Linked DNA regions of Sus scrofa: region 2 is linked to region 1. Evidence: chromatin contacts called from public Hi-C data. All regions are on one chromosome and are shown on one strand. Each heading gives the region's core, a stretch centred on a gene start, on an enhancer-like site or on the middle of the called end of the contact. The rest is flanking DNA. Distances are from core to core; before and after follow the strand shown.

Region 1 (7,634 bases), core at 2,461-4,960:
TATCACCTTGCACCTGGCTCACTGCAGCCCCTTATACCTGGGCGCTAACCTTCCACCTGAGCCTTCTTCCTACACTCAGTTCTCCATGCAGCAGCCAGAGTGATCCTTCAGAAATGTCAATCAGCTCACTCTGATCCCCTGGCTCAAAACCATCTGAGGAATCTAACATTTCAGTTCAAATCCAAAGTCCTGACCTTCATCCCTCAAAGACCCCATCTCTGAGTTCCTCTTTAACCCTCTCTCCTGCTCTCTCCCTTCCAGGCAACTGGCCTCCCTCTTTGAATCTCCTGGGGCTCAGGATGTAAGCTTCTGTCTGGGCAAGGAGGTAAGCTTTGCACTTATTTTTTCCCCTCTGCTTAGAACTTTCTTCCCCTAGGAATCCACCCTTCATTTGTATCTCTACTCAGATGTCACCTCATTTGAGAGGTTTTTCCTGATATCCTATTTAAGATAGTGGTTCTGTCATGTATCCTGCTTTAATGGTCCTATCATTTCCCCTGCTTTATTCTTCTTCCTAGCCTTTATCACTGGCAGATATGTTATTCCCATCTATTTGCCTACTGTTGTTGTTTGGTGCCCTCACTAGAACGTAAGGTCCCTGAGGGCAAGGTCTGCTATGTTCCTGGCTGTGTCCCAGCTCCTGTGACAGCACCTGGCACACAGTAGGCAGCTGATACTCATTTCTTGACTGACTCTGTATGGCTGGCTTCTGCTCATCATTCAAGTCTCAGGGCAAATGTCACCTCCTCAGAGACTTCTGGTCAGAAACAACACAAACTCCTTCCTTGCCTGGCCCTGTCACGCACTAAGGCAAAAACCCCATTCTATTTTCTTCTTAGCATAGATCTCTCTCCTAAATGGTTTTATTATTTTGTTTACTTGCTTATTGTTTTTCTACATACCTCTCCATTCCCAGCAGGGATCTGTCTGTTGTGTCTACCTCTGTGTCCCAGTGCCTAGAACAGTGCCAGGCTCAAAGTAACGTCTCAGCAAATGGTCCTTGGACTAGAGAGCAAGTTGCAGGGTAGCTCTCTTCAATACTCACCTTCTGGATGGAGGAATCTGAAGCATTAGGAATGTGCTTCTCATTCGGTTGCTTTTCACCATCCCTCGCCCCTTTTTTTGACTGTGTCAAAGACGATATCCTAGGTCTTGTATTCTTCTCTATTGCAGTTTCATTGGATTCCAGGAAAATAGTCACTGTTTTGCTGTCAACCACAATTTGGTGCTTTTCTTTTTTCAATACTCCCTCTTTACCTTCAGTGGAGACATTAAATATACACAATACACATAGAAATGGGAGTGATTTCAAGGAATCCTCCTACTTAGGCATCCGTACCTTGCCCCAGTACCCTCCCAGTGAGGGCAGTTCCCTGCATCCTGGAATGGTGGATTGGTGATAGGGCAAGCAAGCTATTCAAGACACCAAAGTAGACAGCTTAAGTTTTACTATAGAAAGGAAAGCATAATGATAATGGAATATCATCCACTCATTAAAAGTCATATTCCTGAAACTGCCTCCAGTCTCCCATTTCATGATATGGAATAACACCTGCTCTAAGTGACAAAAAGCAGGAATCAAAAGTGTAGACTCAGTTTTGTAACTATATGTGTGTGTTTACTGACGTTCAGAGAAAAGGGCTGGGAGGAATTATGCCCCAAATGTCCACACTGTTTTTCTCCACATGGTTTTCTTTATTCTTTTCTCCTTTTTCAGTAGTGAGCATAAATAACTTTTGCCATTCTCAAGAACTAATCTATCAAATAATTATTTAAAACATAAAACTGTGCTCCAACCACCATGGAAAACAGTATGGAGGTACCTCAGAAAACTAAATATAGAACTACCACATGACCCAGCAATCCCACGCTTGGGCATATATCCAGATAAAACATTCCTTGAAAAAGACACATGCACCCGCATGTTCATTGCAGCACTATTCACAATAGCCAAGACATGGAAACAAATGTCCATCTGCAGATGAATGTTTTAAGAAGATGTGGTATATTTACACAATGGAATACTACTCAGCCATAAGAACTAAATAATACCATTTGCAGCAACATGGATGGAACTAGAGACTCTCATACTAAGTGAAGTAAGTCAGAAAGACAAATACTATATGATATCACTTATATCTGGGATCTAATATACAGCACAAATGACCCTTTCCACAGAAAAAAAAACTCATGGACATGGAGAACAGACTTGTGGTTGCCAAGGGGGAGGGGGAAGGAGTGGGAGGGACTGGGAATCTGGAGTTAATAGACGCCAACTATTGCCTTTGGAATGGATAAGCAATGAGATCCTGCTGTATTAGCATTGGGAACTATATCTAGTCATTTATGATGGAGGATAACATGAGAAAAAGAATGCATATATGTATGTGTGATTGGATCACTTTGCTGTACAGTAGAAAATTGACAGAACTCTGTAAACCAGCTATAATGGAAAAAATAAAAACCATTTAAAACAAAACCAAAACCAAAATAAAATTATTTTACAGCCTTCCAAAAAAAATAAATAAAGTACACTAATCATAAGTATAAACCTAGGGTGACTAGTTAACACTAAAAGGATGACTGAAGTTCATACTCTTAAAAAAAGACTACAAGTGTCACCTGCATTTCTCTCCTATTAACACAGTTGCCTTAATTAGAATAATGGATATTGGTCTTAAGATTGCTTTATTGGTGAAATGAGTGGTTTTCAAAATGCGTTGATCAGTTTCAAATGTAACATAGGCACTCCTGTTCTTACAAAGGGGTATAAGAATCTAGTGAGCCCAGTATAGGCCCTAGGCTTCACAGTCCTGGTTCAGCAGCTAATTCAAAGCAGTTTTGCCACCTAACTAGAAGGATAGCTGTGTTCTGCTACTAGAATATTGCTGCAGAAGTCTCTAATGAACCTTTCATGCAAGGTGCTATCAGAGCATCTAAAAAGGCAAACAGCTGGGACTACATCGAGCTGACACCAGGTCATATAAAAATTTTGGGGGGCCGTGTCCATGGCATGTGGAAATTCTCAGGGCCAGGAATCAAACCTGAGCCAAAGCAGCAGTCTGAACCGCTGCAGAGTTAACCCTGGATCCTTAACCAGATGGGCCACAAGGGAACTCCCATATAAGTGCTTTGATGCCTACTTGTAAATAGATGTTTCACATTTGACAAAATTTCATTGTATGAGACCATGTACTTCCAAGGATGGAAGGCAACCGGTATCTACCAAAAATAACCTAATAGTGAATGATCAAATCAATTCTAGTTCTTTTAAAACAAAAGTTATTTTCTCCAGAAAGTCTGGCATGACTTAAAAAAAAAAAAATTATTTTTTTGAAGTATAGGTCATTTACAATGTGCTAATTTCTGCTCTACAGCGAAGTGATTCAGTTATACATGTATACTTTATTTTTCATATTCTTTTCCACTATGGTTTATCACAGGACATTGACTAGTTACTCTTAATAAATAGGATGAAATTAATATTCATCAATGGGCTTATTTTAATAAATACAAGCTGTTAAATTTTACTGAAAAAAAAAAACCCATAAAACTGGAACACCTAAATGACAAGGGCTGACAGGTGTCTGGGGGTGGCAAGGGTGTTCTTCTGAAAGCTGAGATTTATGAGTTCGGAGGAGGATTCTGGAAAGCGTCAACTTTAAGGCGCGGTCCGACCGATCACAGATTGGGCTCCTCCGGGCTCTGTCCTTTGCTGTGGCTCTGCGCCTCGTGCCAGCAGGAGCCGCGGTTCCTGTTCCCCACCAGACGTTCCTAGACCTTCTCCCTCACTCTCTCCTGGCTCCTCTGAACTGGGTCTGCACGCACCCACGCCCCAAGGATGGCAGTTGCCCCCCCAGCCCTCGCCAGCCGCTCACCTGCCCTTTGCAGGAACTGCACCCGGAAGGTGTCTGGGTTGTTGCGGTCCAGGGCCTGGACGGTGCATTCCCCACCGCCTGACTCCCGGCTCTGGAAGTACTTTTCCAGCTTCCTTTGTAGGCGGGTGCCGGGCTGGGACACCCGCACGAGCAGCGGTGACGGCGGGCAGCCGTTCGAAGCCATGGCGCCGGGGCTCGCTTCGCATCCGGGCCGGGGCAGGGGTGCGCACCGCCCCGCCACCCAGGAGCGCAAAGTTTCAGTTTCGCTTTCCTCGAGATCCAGAGCGGTTCCAGGCAGAGCCGCCTCCCCTTCCTCTCCTCCTTGTCCTCCTCGCCGCGGACTGCCAGGTGAGTAGGTCCCTGTCCCCTGTTTCCCGAGGCAGTGGGCGCCGGAAGCTCCGCGGTCTTCTCCAGGGGGCTCTGAGGACGAGCCGGCGGGCGAGAGGCGGGCTCCCAGGGCCAGGCCTCCCCTGGTGAGGATGGAGACTAGGCAGATACTCAAGTCAAAGAAAGTTTCTCCTAAGTTCGTGATTCCTTTTAACTGTTCTTGTTGTTACTGTTAATTTGCAGCTGAAATTGTAATTCACATTCTGAATTCAGGTGAAACTTACCTACTTTTTAAAAAAAATTGAATATGTTCACCTGCGTGCAGTTACCTCCCTCTAACTCTATGCTTTAGACAGACTCTTAAGGCTTTTCTGCCTTCATTTCTTGATTTGGCCAACATGCAGTACTGAACTGCATGCTGGCCTGTGTGCCTGGGAATAAAGGTGAGAGCCTAGGCACCTGACCTCACCAGCTGTAAAGGGAGGTGAATTGATACCAAAAAAGCAAAATCTTTTGAAGGCCTCCAGAGGAAACAGACTCTTAAAAGAGGGAGGGAGGGGGAGCCTCTGAGATGCAGGGACCACAGTATCTAAAGCACTGAGGAGTACAGAGGCCTTGGAGGAGATGAAATGGGTGAGGGAGGTGACAGAGGAAGGGGCTAGAGCAGCGCTGTCTGGAATGAGACCTACGTGTTAATTTAAAAATTTTTTATTTTACTTACTTTGTCTTTTTAGGGCCACCCTCGAAGCATATGGAGGTTCCCAAACTAGGGGTGGAATTGGAACTGTAGCCACAGGCCTCTGCAACCTACACCACAGCTTAGGGCAATTCGAGATCCTTAACCCATTGAGCAAGGTCAGGGATCAAACCCACATCCTCATGGATGCTAGTCAGGTTTGTTTCTGCTGAGCCATAACGGGAACTCCCTAATTTTAAAATTTTTAGTAGTCATAGTTCTTAGAGTATAAACAGGTGAAATTATTTTTAATTATATTCTTTAATTCACTGCATCCTAAATGAACCATTTCATCAGATAGTCAATGTTAAAAACTTAATTGAGATATTTTGCGTTGTTTTTATGTCATCCTAAGTCATTGCAGTCCAGTCTTTATTTCACATTTATGTCACATTCTGTTGAGATTAGCCACATTTAAGTGCTCTAGAGCTACATGTGGCTAATGGCCCACACTGGATAGCAAAGTTCCAGATGTTGAAAAGTCTTGAGATCAGTAGGGAGACGTGGAAGGCTCGTATCACAGGAGTGTCATGTCAAATGTGCATTTTAGAAAGTTGGTTTTGACAGTGATATGGAGGACACATTTCCATGTAAGGATAATTGGAAGTGGAGAGGCCAGAAATAAAGTTTTTGCACATGGCTGGTAAGACTGGAAATGAGCCCCTCTTTATGGAGAATAGTTTGATAGTAATCAGAATTATAGCTGCATATATATCCTTATTCTGCAGTTCCACTTCTAGGAATTTGCCCCACCGATCGATTAGCACCTGTTTGAGGTGACCTACATACTAAGTTGCTCTTTATAGCTCTTTTTATAATAGCAGAGGATTTAGAACTCCTTAAATGTCCATAAAAAAGGTGGACTGGCAGTTAAATATCTTACAGTGCATTTATACACTGGAATGCAATGAGCAGTAGAAAGAAGGAAGGTGCTGTCTGGTGCTAATATGGAAAGATGTCTCGGATACATTGAACGGAAAGGCAAGATGCAGTGTGTAAAAGATACTACCTTTAGAGGATGGCACAGGCTCTGAAGAGCACTCTGACCAAAGCTGGTGTCCCAGAGCTTCCTGCCCATGAGGACAAAGGCCCAGAGGTGAAGGAGAGTTTGGAGAACATCAAATAGTGCCATTCCACACGCTGCTGTTTGCCTGGAGTGTGGGGTACGTAAAGGGGAGGCTGGGAAGCAGAAATGGCAAAGAGCCCCTTGAATGCCAGGCGGACTAAAGGGCTTGATCTTTACTGTAGGTAGTGGAGTCTACTGAAGGTCTTTTTTTTTTTTTTTGTCTTTTTGCCATTTCTTAGGCCACTACCGTGGCATAATCGGAGCTGTAGCCGCCAGCCTACAGCAGAGCCACAGCAGAGCCACAGCAGCGCGGAATCCGAGCCTCGTCTGCAACCTACACCACAGCTCATGGCAATGTCAGATCCCCAACCCACTGACCAAGGTCAGGGATCGAACCCACAACCTCATGGTTCCCAGTCGGATTCGTTAACCACTGAGCCACTACGGGAATTCCTGCTGAAGGTTTTGAGCAGAAAAATGCTTCTCAAATAAATGCCTTCTTCTTTAGGGTTTTTTTTAAAAAGACGCTATCTTTTGTGTAAAAAATGCCTCTGGAAGGATACAGGAGAACCTAATAACATTGCTTGCCTCTGGGAAGGGACTTCAGTGAGGGAAGTAGGAGGGAGCCTTTCACACTTTCTAAATTTGAATCTGTAAATGTAATGCCTATTCAAATAATAAACTGTATATTAAATGCATTTAAGTATTTAAAAAGAATGTATTGCCATAGCTCAAGCAAGAGGCTCTGCGGCCCTGGAGTGATGGACTATCAGTGGGCAAGGAGGGTGGAGCCATATTTGAAAGTGATTTAGGTGGGCAGGACCCATGATGGATTGAATATAGGACAGAAGAGAAGATTCCAGATTTCTGACTTGAGTGGGTAACTGATGTATTATTTACTACCATGCTGTGGAATCCAGCAGGTAAAGGAGGATTTTGGAGGGGGTTGTTTGAGGGGTAGGTAAGGTGTGGGGACTGGGGATAAGGAGATTAAGGGTCCAGTCTTGCAGAGGCTGCGTTTTAGGGGATTATGGGATGTCAGGTAGACTTGGAAGATGAGGCTTGGGAGAGCCATCGTCTACAGATACAGATGTGGGAGATTTGTAGCTGATGAGTTGATACCATGAGAGTGGATGAGTTCACCCTTGGAGGGTGTATACAATGAGCTGAGACCTGTTCTCAGACGAAATCCTGGGGAAGATGATTAAGGGTGAACTGTGGAAGTGAATCCAGGGGATAGGGCCTGTAAAGGCAAAACGAGAGGTAACAAAAGAACCAAGGGAAGGTGGCATCGGAGCAGCCAGAAAGCAGAGGTTCAGGAATCAAAGAAGGAAATGAAGACGGAAACTGTAGAGAGGGGTCAAATAAAGGTTGGGACAGAAGAGTCCACTGGGGTTAGCCACGCAGGAGACATGGAAGACTTGCCTCTTTTGTGAAAACAGCAGTGCCCTCTGGAGGCAAAAATGCATCTTGTCCTTGCATTTTAGGGTTGTGCTTGGACTTGCTGCTCTTCCTGACACTTAATAATAGTGCTCTCTCTAAAAAAAAAAAAAATAATAATAATAATAATAGTGCTCTAATGCTCTAGATAGTTGTACAAAATATTCCTATTTCAGAGGCATCAGAA
Region 2 (7,634 bases), core at 2,471-4,970, 58 kb after region 1:
AAGTTCCCAGGCTAGGGGTTGAATCAGAGCAGCAGATGCCAGCCTATACCACAGCCACAGCAAGGTGGGATCTGAGCAACCCACACCACAGCTCATCAAGGCAATGCCTGATGCCCCACCCAATGAGTGAGGCCAGCTTCTAAAAGCATTTATTTTATTGAAATATAGTTGATTTACAATGTTGTTAATTTCTGCTGTACAGCAATGATTCAGTTACGTACATAAGTATTCTTTTTCATATTCTTTTCCGTTATGGTCTGTTACAGGAGATTGAATATAGTTCCCTGTGTTAATACAGTTGGACATTGTTGTTTATCCACTTAGATATAATAGTTTGCATCTGCTAATCCCAAACTCTCAGTCCATCCCTCCCCCATTCCCCCTTCCCCTTGGCAACCATTTGTTTGTTTTCTATGTCTGTGAGTCTGGTTCTGTTTCATAGTTCATTTGTATCATATTTTATTTTTTTGTCTTTTTAGGGCCACACCCACAGCATATGGAGATTCCCAGGCTAGGAGTCAAATTGCAGTTGTAGCTGCCGGCCTACGCCACAGCCACAGTCACAACAATGAGGGATCTGAGCTGCATCTGCGACCCACAGCACAGCTTGAAGCAACGCCGGATCCTCAACTCACTGAAGGAGGCCAGGGATCCAACCTGCGTTCTCATGGATACTAGTCAGATTTGTTCTCCTGTGCCATGACAGGAACTCCCATTTGTGCCATATTTTAGATTCTACATATAAGTGATGTCATATGTCATTTGTCTTTCTCTTTCTGACTTACTTCACTTGGTATGATAATCTCTAGGTCCACCCATGTTGCTGCAAATGACATTTCATTTTTTTAAAGGGTGAGTGGTGTTCCATTGTGTATATGTACCACATATTTGTCCATTCATCTGTTGATGGACATTTAGGTTGTTTCCATGTCTTGGCTATTGTAACATAGGAGTATGTCTTTCTGAATCATAGTTTGGTCCAGACAGATGCCTAATAGTGAGATTGCTGGATCATTTGGCAATTAGTTGCCACTTTTAACAAGTCCTATTGCTAGTTTAAATAATAGCATTTATGCAACAGAAAAAAATACAACAGAAATAAGTATATACTTATTTTTCATTTTATGTTAAAATGTGTATAATTATTAAATATGTTCACACCCATCTGTTTGGCAAAAATAAAAAAGTCAGACATTCCCAATGTTAGCGAGGATGTTTAGAAAAGAGATTCATATACTGCTCGTGGAGTGTAAACTGGCACAACCACTTTGGGAAATAATCCATAGATATCTAGTATGTTGGTTTCTGGTAACAAATTACTGGAAACCTAGTGGCTGAATACACATTTATTATCTCATAGTTTCTTTGGGCCAGGAGTACAGATACAGTAGAGCTAGTTCCTCTGCTCAGGGTCTCACAAAGCTGCAATCAAGGTGTAAGTCTGGTTGCCTTTTTATCTGGAGACTTGATTGGGGAAGAATCCACTTTCATGCTCTCTCAGGTTGTTAGCAGAATTCATTTCCTTGTGATTGTAGGAAAAACGGCTCTGGCTTCTTACTGGCTGTCAGCTGGATGTTGCACATAGGTTCTAGAAACCATCTGAAGTTTCCTGCCACATGGCCCTCTCCATAGGCAGTTCTCAGCATGAAAACTCACTTCTTCGGGAGTTCCTGTCATGGCGCAGTGGTTAGTGAATCCGACTAGGAACCGTGAGGTTGGGGGTTGCTCAGTGGGTTAAGGATTCGGTGTTGCCATGAGCTGTGGTGTACATCGCAGACTCGACTCAGATCCCGTGTTTCTGTGGCTGTGGTGTAGGCTAGTGGCTACAGCTCCAATTAGACCCCTAGCCTGGGAACCTCCATATGCCGCAGGAGCAGCCCTAGAAAAGGCAAAAAAAAAAAAAAAAAAAAGAAAAATTACTTCTTCAAGGCCAGCAGGAGACTGTCTAGTTTCGGTCTGCTAAGAAAGAGACTTATATCATGAAATGTAATCATCTTTGCCATATTCTGTTGGCCAGAAGTCAACAGTTTCACTCACACTTAAGGGGTAGGGATTATATAGAGCAACACCAACAGGTGTTGCCCTCTCCCCAAAGATCATGGGGGTCATCTTAGGGTTTCACCTACCTCATCTAGTAAAGTTAAAGATGCAATGTCTTAGGATCTAGCAGTTTCCTTGGACACACAAAGATACGGAAATGTTCATAAGAGTATTGTTTGTAATATAAAAATTATTCTATAATTTAAATTAAAAAAATTTAAATACAAAAAGACATTAGCTAATGAAACATCATGTATGGTATGATAACATTTTTGTAAAAGTGACATATATATAGGAATTCTGCTTCAGCAGTGGCGTGCAGTTGTTGTCTTGAACAAATCCTCCTACCACTAAGAACAAATGGACAATATATAAAAAACATTAAGGCGTTGAAGAGCTACCACAGACAGCAGTGACAATCTGTGGGTCCAAGATCTGGAAGAAAAGGGAAGCCAAGAGAGATGAACCTGATGTTTGCTGTTACTTTTCTACCTGTGGTAATTGCTAATTCTGAAAGCAGTAGCTGAAAAACAGTACAGCTTTTGGTTGTCTTACAGGGTTGAGATGGCTGGGTTAAAGACGAGAAGCCCTAGTAAATACCCCAGACTTTTGGTTGGGACCTTCCAGGGACACTCTAACTAGGAGTAAGGGTGAACTGGAAAGAAACTAGTTTTCACAATACTGAAGTCCAGTTCTGAATAATATTAGCTTCTGGTTGGAATAAAGTGATCTGTCCTCAGCTTAGCTGTGGTCAGGCATCCTTGCCTCTAAATCTCTTAGAACACATTCCCTCTCCCCAGCATCCTTGCTCACACTCAACTCCTAGAAAATACACCTTGGTGGGGAGGGAATACTGACACAGCAGAGAGAGATCCAGGACAAACGAACATTGCATAGCCCAGGATTCAGGTAATGTCCTCTCTCCCACACTTTCGTCATAGTTTTACCCCATCTCTTTCACTTTACTTCTCCGTGGGTGTTTTATATTGATTTGCTAAACCATGTCATGTGTGAGACTTTCTATTCCGTGACCACTGCTTGGCTGGCTTGTCTTTCTTCTTTTGAAGACACTACTTAAAAAGAATTCCCTAAAAAGAATACAATCAAATTTATCAGTAACAATTATTTGTCGCAAATATTCGTTTGAGAGCGTTTATTGAGAGTAAAGCAAGTATGTGTATCTCAGTAAACTTAATGACTTTTTGATACTAATACATCATCAGGCAAAGGTGATGGGAGAGAAATGAAAAAGGAAATACAGAGAAGCTTCCTCAAACGCGCTGCCTGTGAATGCCTTAGACACGAGGCGCTGACTTCTAACATTTTTGTAATAACCCAATAATCCCTCACCCTCATTCATTCCATTATTCATTCAATAAACGTGTATTAGGTAACAACTACCAAAGAGGTGAGCAAGGATCGATCCGTCCTGGAAGAGCTTCGAAGACAGGTTTGTAGACATAACTTTGCAATTCAACCTGAATAGTACCTTTTCATTGTCACGCCGGCATGACTATCCAACCTTTGGAATTAACTGCGAACCTCTTCAACCAGACCTTCTCCCGACCCGAGACTGCCCACTAGTTCCGGGCTAACAGCTAATGCTTCCAGAGAAAGACCGTGGGAAGACTACATTTCCCGGCAGCCTTTACAGCAGGGCGGTGGATGGGGGCGCGCAGGCGCGCAGGCCCGCCCCCGCGCACAGGCGCACTGCGAACGCCGGCAGAGCTGGGTCTCGCTGTGCTGGGTGCGCGGCGGCGGCGGCGGCGGCGGCGGGGAGTGAGGCCTGCTGTGCACCGCCGAGGGACGAGCAGGCTCTTGTAGGTTGTGTGCGGGAGAGGCACGGCGGGCGGGCGAGCGAGAGCCAGCGGCTCACCCCAGCGGCTCACCCCAGCAGTGGCACTGGGATCGGTCGCCTTGAGCCTGGTGAGTGCGAGGCCCCGGCGGCGGCGGCCCCGGCCCCTCCCCCTCCCGCCGGCGGATCCGGCAATCCTCGGCTGGACCCGGGAGAGGCCCCGCGGCGAGGGCTGGCGCCGGCCGTGCTCAAGCTGGGGTTCCTGGGCCTGGGCGCTCACGGCGCGTCTGTGCGTCACGGGCCCGGCGATCCTAGCGGCCGCGCGGCCGGCGGAGGGGAGGGTGGGGGTGGGGAGTGCTGGTGCGTTCGCCCTCGGGAACGCCGGTCGAGGCGAGGCGGGGCAGGGCGGCGGCGGGGCTGGAAGGGGCGCCGGGTACTGCGGGGCGCCGAGGCAGCGGGGCGGAGAGGAGGGAGTGCGGAGCCAGCGCCTCGGCCTGGCGCTAGCGAACAAGCGGGAGCCGGGCGGGGGGCGGGGGTGGGCCTCGCCGAGTGCCATGACTGAGGTAGGAAAGAGCCAGGGTGGTGGTGGTGGGGGGGAGCGTGTAAAAATCCTAACCGAGGTAGCAAGGGACCGTCTTAGGAATTTGTAAGTTAACAGCCCGAGCCGGAGCGGGTGGTTCAGAGGGAGGTGGAGGGGGGGCGGGGGCGGAGACGGACGGCTGCAGTTTACAGATGTCATAACAACATGGGCCTGAAGCGGCTGACAGGGGTGTGGTAATTATAGGAATGACAGAACTTCGTCTGCACACAGCGTGTGTCAGTGGTGATGCTAGGAAAGCGGCGAAGTATTAGATTAAGCTCTAAATGGGAGGAGAAAACCGAAGGGTGATTGGAGTCCGGGAAGTCGTCGAGAAGGAATGTTTTAGGTTTGAATGGAAGTATTTAATGTTCCACTTTTAAGTGGACGACGTCAAAGTACTTGATTTTTAAAGTTTATATTTAGAATGAACAGTTTGAAATTTTTTCTAAAACAATGCTAAATAACATTTCTAACTTTATCAATCCTTTTTTCCTTTAATAAATAGTGAAACCCCCTGTTTCTTAGCAGTGGATGAGTAAGTGATTCCCTCCCCGCCACCTTGTTGCTTCAAGGCTTATTTTTGACATTCTTTTTTTCCTAACTTTTTCTTCTTGTACTTGTAGTATTTTGAAAGTAATTCCCCCTCCATTTTAAAGATTGAAAAGACGAAATTTTAACTTTTCAAAGGAAAGTGAGAATGAACTCTGTTATACTTTCACTGAAATCATTTATTCTTGGAGGGCTGTTTTATGTGTAATACAGAATTTTAAGGTCGAGAACATGAGAGAAAGTAAAGGAATTAACATTTGTTGCGCTCCTTTCCAGGTATTGTGCTAAAAGCTTCTCGTATATTAAAACATTTAATGCTTACAGTAACTCTGAAGTAGATTTTTTTTTTTTCCTATTCTACAGATTAAAAGCTTTGAAAGTCAGAGAAGTAACTTACTGAAGGTCATCCAGCTCTTGTTAAACTAGGACTAGCGTTAGAACCAGAATCCCTGCCATTTTAGGAATTATTTCTCCTCTTGTTTCTTACTTCTTGGTTGTGTTTTCTTTATTCGGTCCATTCATTCAGCTAATACTTGGAGTGTTCCTGTGCCCTGACAGGGGATATAGACACTCTTCCTTTCCTCATGGAATTTATAGTGTAGCAGGGAAGGCTAACAAATAGTGACTGTAAATATTGACTATATGACATTTTATCAGTTATTAAAACTGAGCAGAAACTGAAATGTACCAAATAGCAAAGGAAATTCAAATGGAATCAGACAACGTAAGCCTTGAGTTTACAGTCAAGTAAGGAAACAAAACGTTTCACTTGAAGTCAGTATACTTGCATTCTCTTAGTTTAGATCCTCATAGAAGTTTCTTCACAAAGCTATGAATATTTTGTACCTTGACTTTTATCTAGGATTGGGACATAAGAAAAGGCAGTACGAAAAAAACCACTTCATTGCTGTCCAGGATACTGTTTCTGATTTATTTATTGATCCTTATAAAATAGAACTTTAGTGACAAATTCGTTTTAAGACCTTCCTGATAGGACTTTTTTCTTTCTTTCTTTCTTTCTTTTTTTTTTTTTTAAATGACTGCGTTTATTAGATCATTTGTATTTGTAGGCCGTTCTGTTTCCTTTATGCTTTGGTTATCAGGAGGCTCAGCTCTGTGTTCAACTTTAGTAGTTTTCATAATTTTCCTTAGCCTCAACCATGTTATAAACCATACCATATAGTCTGGAATTACTCTCAAGTTGTTTCCTGGACTGTTTCTTCTCTGTTGCTCTCAATTTTTTTACCCTTTCCCTCTCATTTTAGAGAAGGGATTATATATTATTTTTATCTCCAGTGTTTTAGCATAGTGTTTGTTGAAATGATAAAGACTTGATTTATGATTTTATGTTTTTAAGCCTGTCAGATTATTTTTAGAAGTATGTGTGCTTTGTATAAAATCAATTAGGACTTTTGGCTTTGCAAGTAAAGATGACTGACATAGTGATAAAGGTAATTCCTTGTTATTCTCCTTGTTTTAATGTTTCTCTACTTTATGGGGTATTCTGAATTCAACCATAATAATGGACGAAAACATTGGAAATGGTAAACAATTCAATTAGCTGATTGGGGCTGATTTCACTCTATTCTTGCTGTGGTAAGCAGGAGGTGGCCCCAGGCCAGCAATGGGCCAGATAGAACTTTCACTAGAAAATTTTAAGGCCTTGCAGTGAAAGAGCAGGGATGAAGACTGATGGAATGTACAGATTTTTGTTTGTTTTTAAAGATGGTATGTCCCTACAAGACAGACCTTTGTGGTGAAATGATTCTGATCTAGTGTAGCAGACTAATTGGGACAGTTCTTGAAAGCAGGCAGTAATCCAGAATGTGGATAATGGGGATAATCTCCTTCACATAACAAGAATAATTCTGCCTTCATATACAAAGATAAGTTTGCTTACTCATCATGATTGATTTTCCAGCATGAGGAGGGATATGTGCTGAGTTGTCCATGAGTCTCTGTACTCAGTGACCAGCAAGGCAGCTTGGGGTCAAAATAGGGGTTTGTAATTAGGAAGCAGAAAGACAAGCAGAAGGTACTGACATCTATTGATGGGTCAGGCACTGCGTCAGAAGCTTTCACTTAATTATCCTTGCAAAACCATTTTGAGGAGGTGGTTACATGTGCAGGATGGTTAGGTAACTTGCCCTACTTCACAGAGTAAGTGGTGGAGCTGGGATTCAAACACAGGGTTATTTGTATTATGTTCACATCAGTCATTAAAGCTTGATTTTGTCTCGGTTTGCAGGTCACTCTCTCCAGCAGAACAAACTAGATGTAGTTTAACATCATGACGTGATATCATGAAGATCTTATAAGCTGAAAGACCTTCAAGTTCCTTGCATTATTGCCATTAAAAAAAATAGTTTTAAAATTAGAATAATATCTGAAAAACAACTGTCCCCTGTCTGCCAATTTAGAGGCTATCAATTTCTCTCTTTTTGCTGTTTCCTCTTTCATATTTATAAATAACTTGGCTTCTTTTGGTCTTTCTTGATACAGCAGTTTAAGATGTTATCTGTTGATTTTCCTCCACATATACACACTGCCTCTCCCATCCTTGCAATATAGCTATTACAGGTATTTATTAAGTCGACCTTCAGTTATAAATATGTACATACTGAACTATGCAGTGTATTGTGATATCATTTCTTTTAAGCAGTTTGTTTT

The links. A called contact is a pair of places that touch in the nucleus more often than the background predicts.
Region 2: a Hi-C map of skeletal muscle shows a contact between it and region 1, with 5 times the contacts expected there. The contact joins the enhancer-like site here to the promoter of PARP9 in region 1. A contact is called at or near these places in 1 of 5 promoter capture datasets (liver), 5 of 47 Hi-C or Micro-C datasets (adipocytes, liver and skeletal muscle) and 1 of 2 datasets of contacts at active chromatin or transcription factors (alveolar macrophages).

Annotation. Positions count from the first base shown.
Region 1 is chr13:137,957,277-137,964,910 of Sscrofa11.1, forward strand. PARP9 (poly [ADP-ribose] polymerase 9) reads left to right here and starts at 3,711. Exons shown (of 11, transcript XM_021070264.1): 1 at 3,711-4,226. DTX3L (E3 ubiquitin-protein ligase DTX3L) reads right to left here and starts at 4,105. Exons shown (of 6, transcript XM_021070271.1): 1 at 3,879-4,105; 2 at 1,046-1,257. The coding sequence starts at 4,062.
Region 2 is chr13:138,014,806-138,022,439 of Sscrofa11.1, forward strand. No RefSeq gene overlaps it. Among named protein-coding and RNA genes, the nearest start is that of KPNA1, 26 kb to the right of the region's middle. Within about 2 kb of position 3,721, at least 76 of the 83 cell types and tissues checked have an H3K27ac peak or open chromatin away from gene starts, as enhancers often do. A contact at or near this core is called in alveolar macrophages, liver and skeletal muscle, where this site is marked.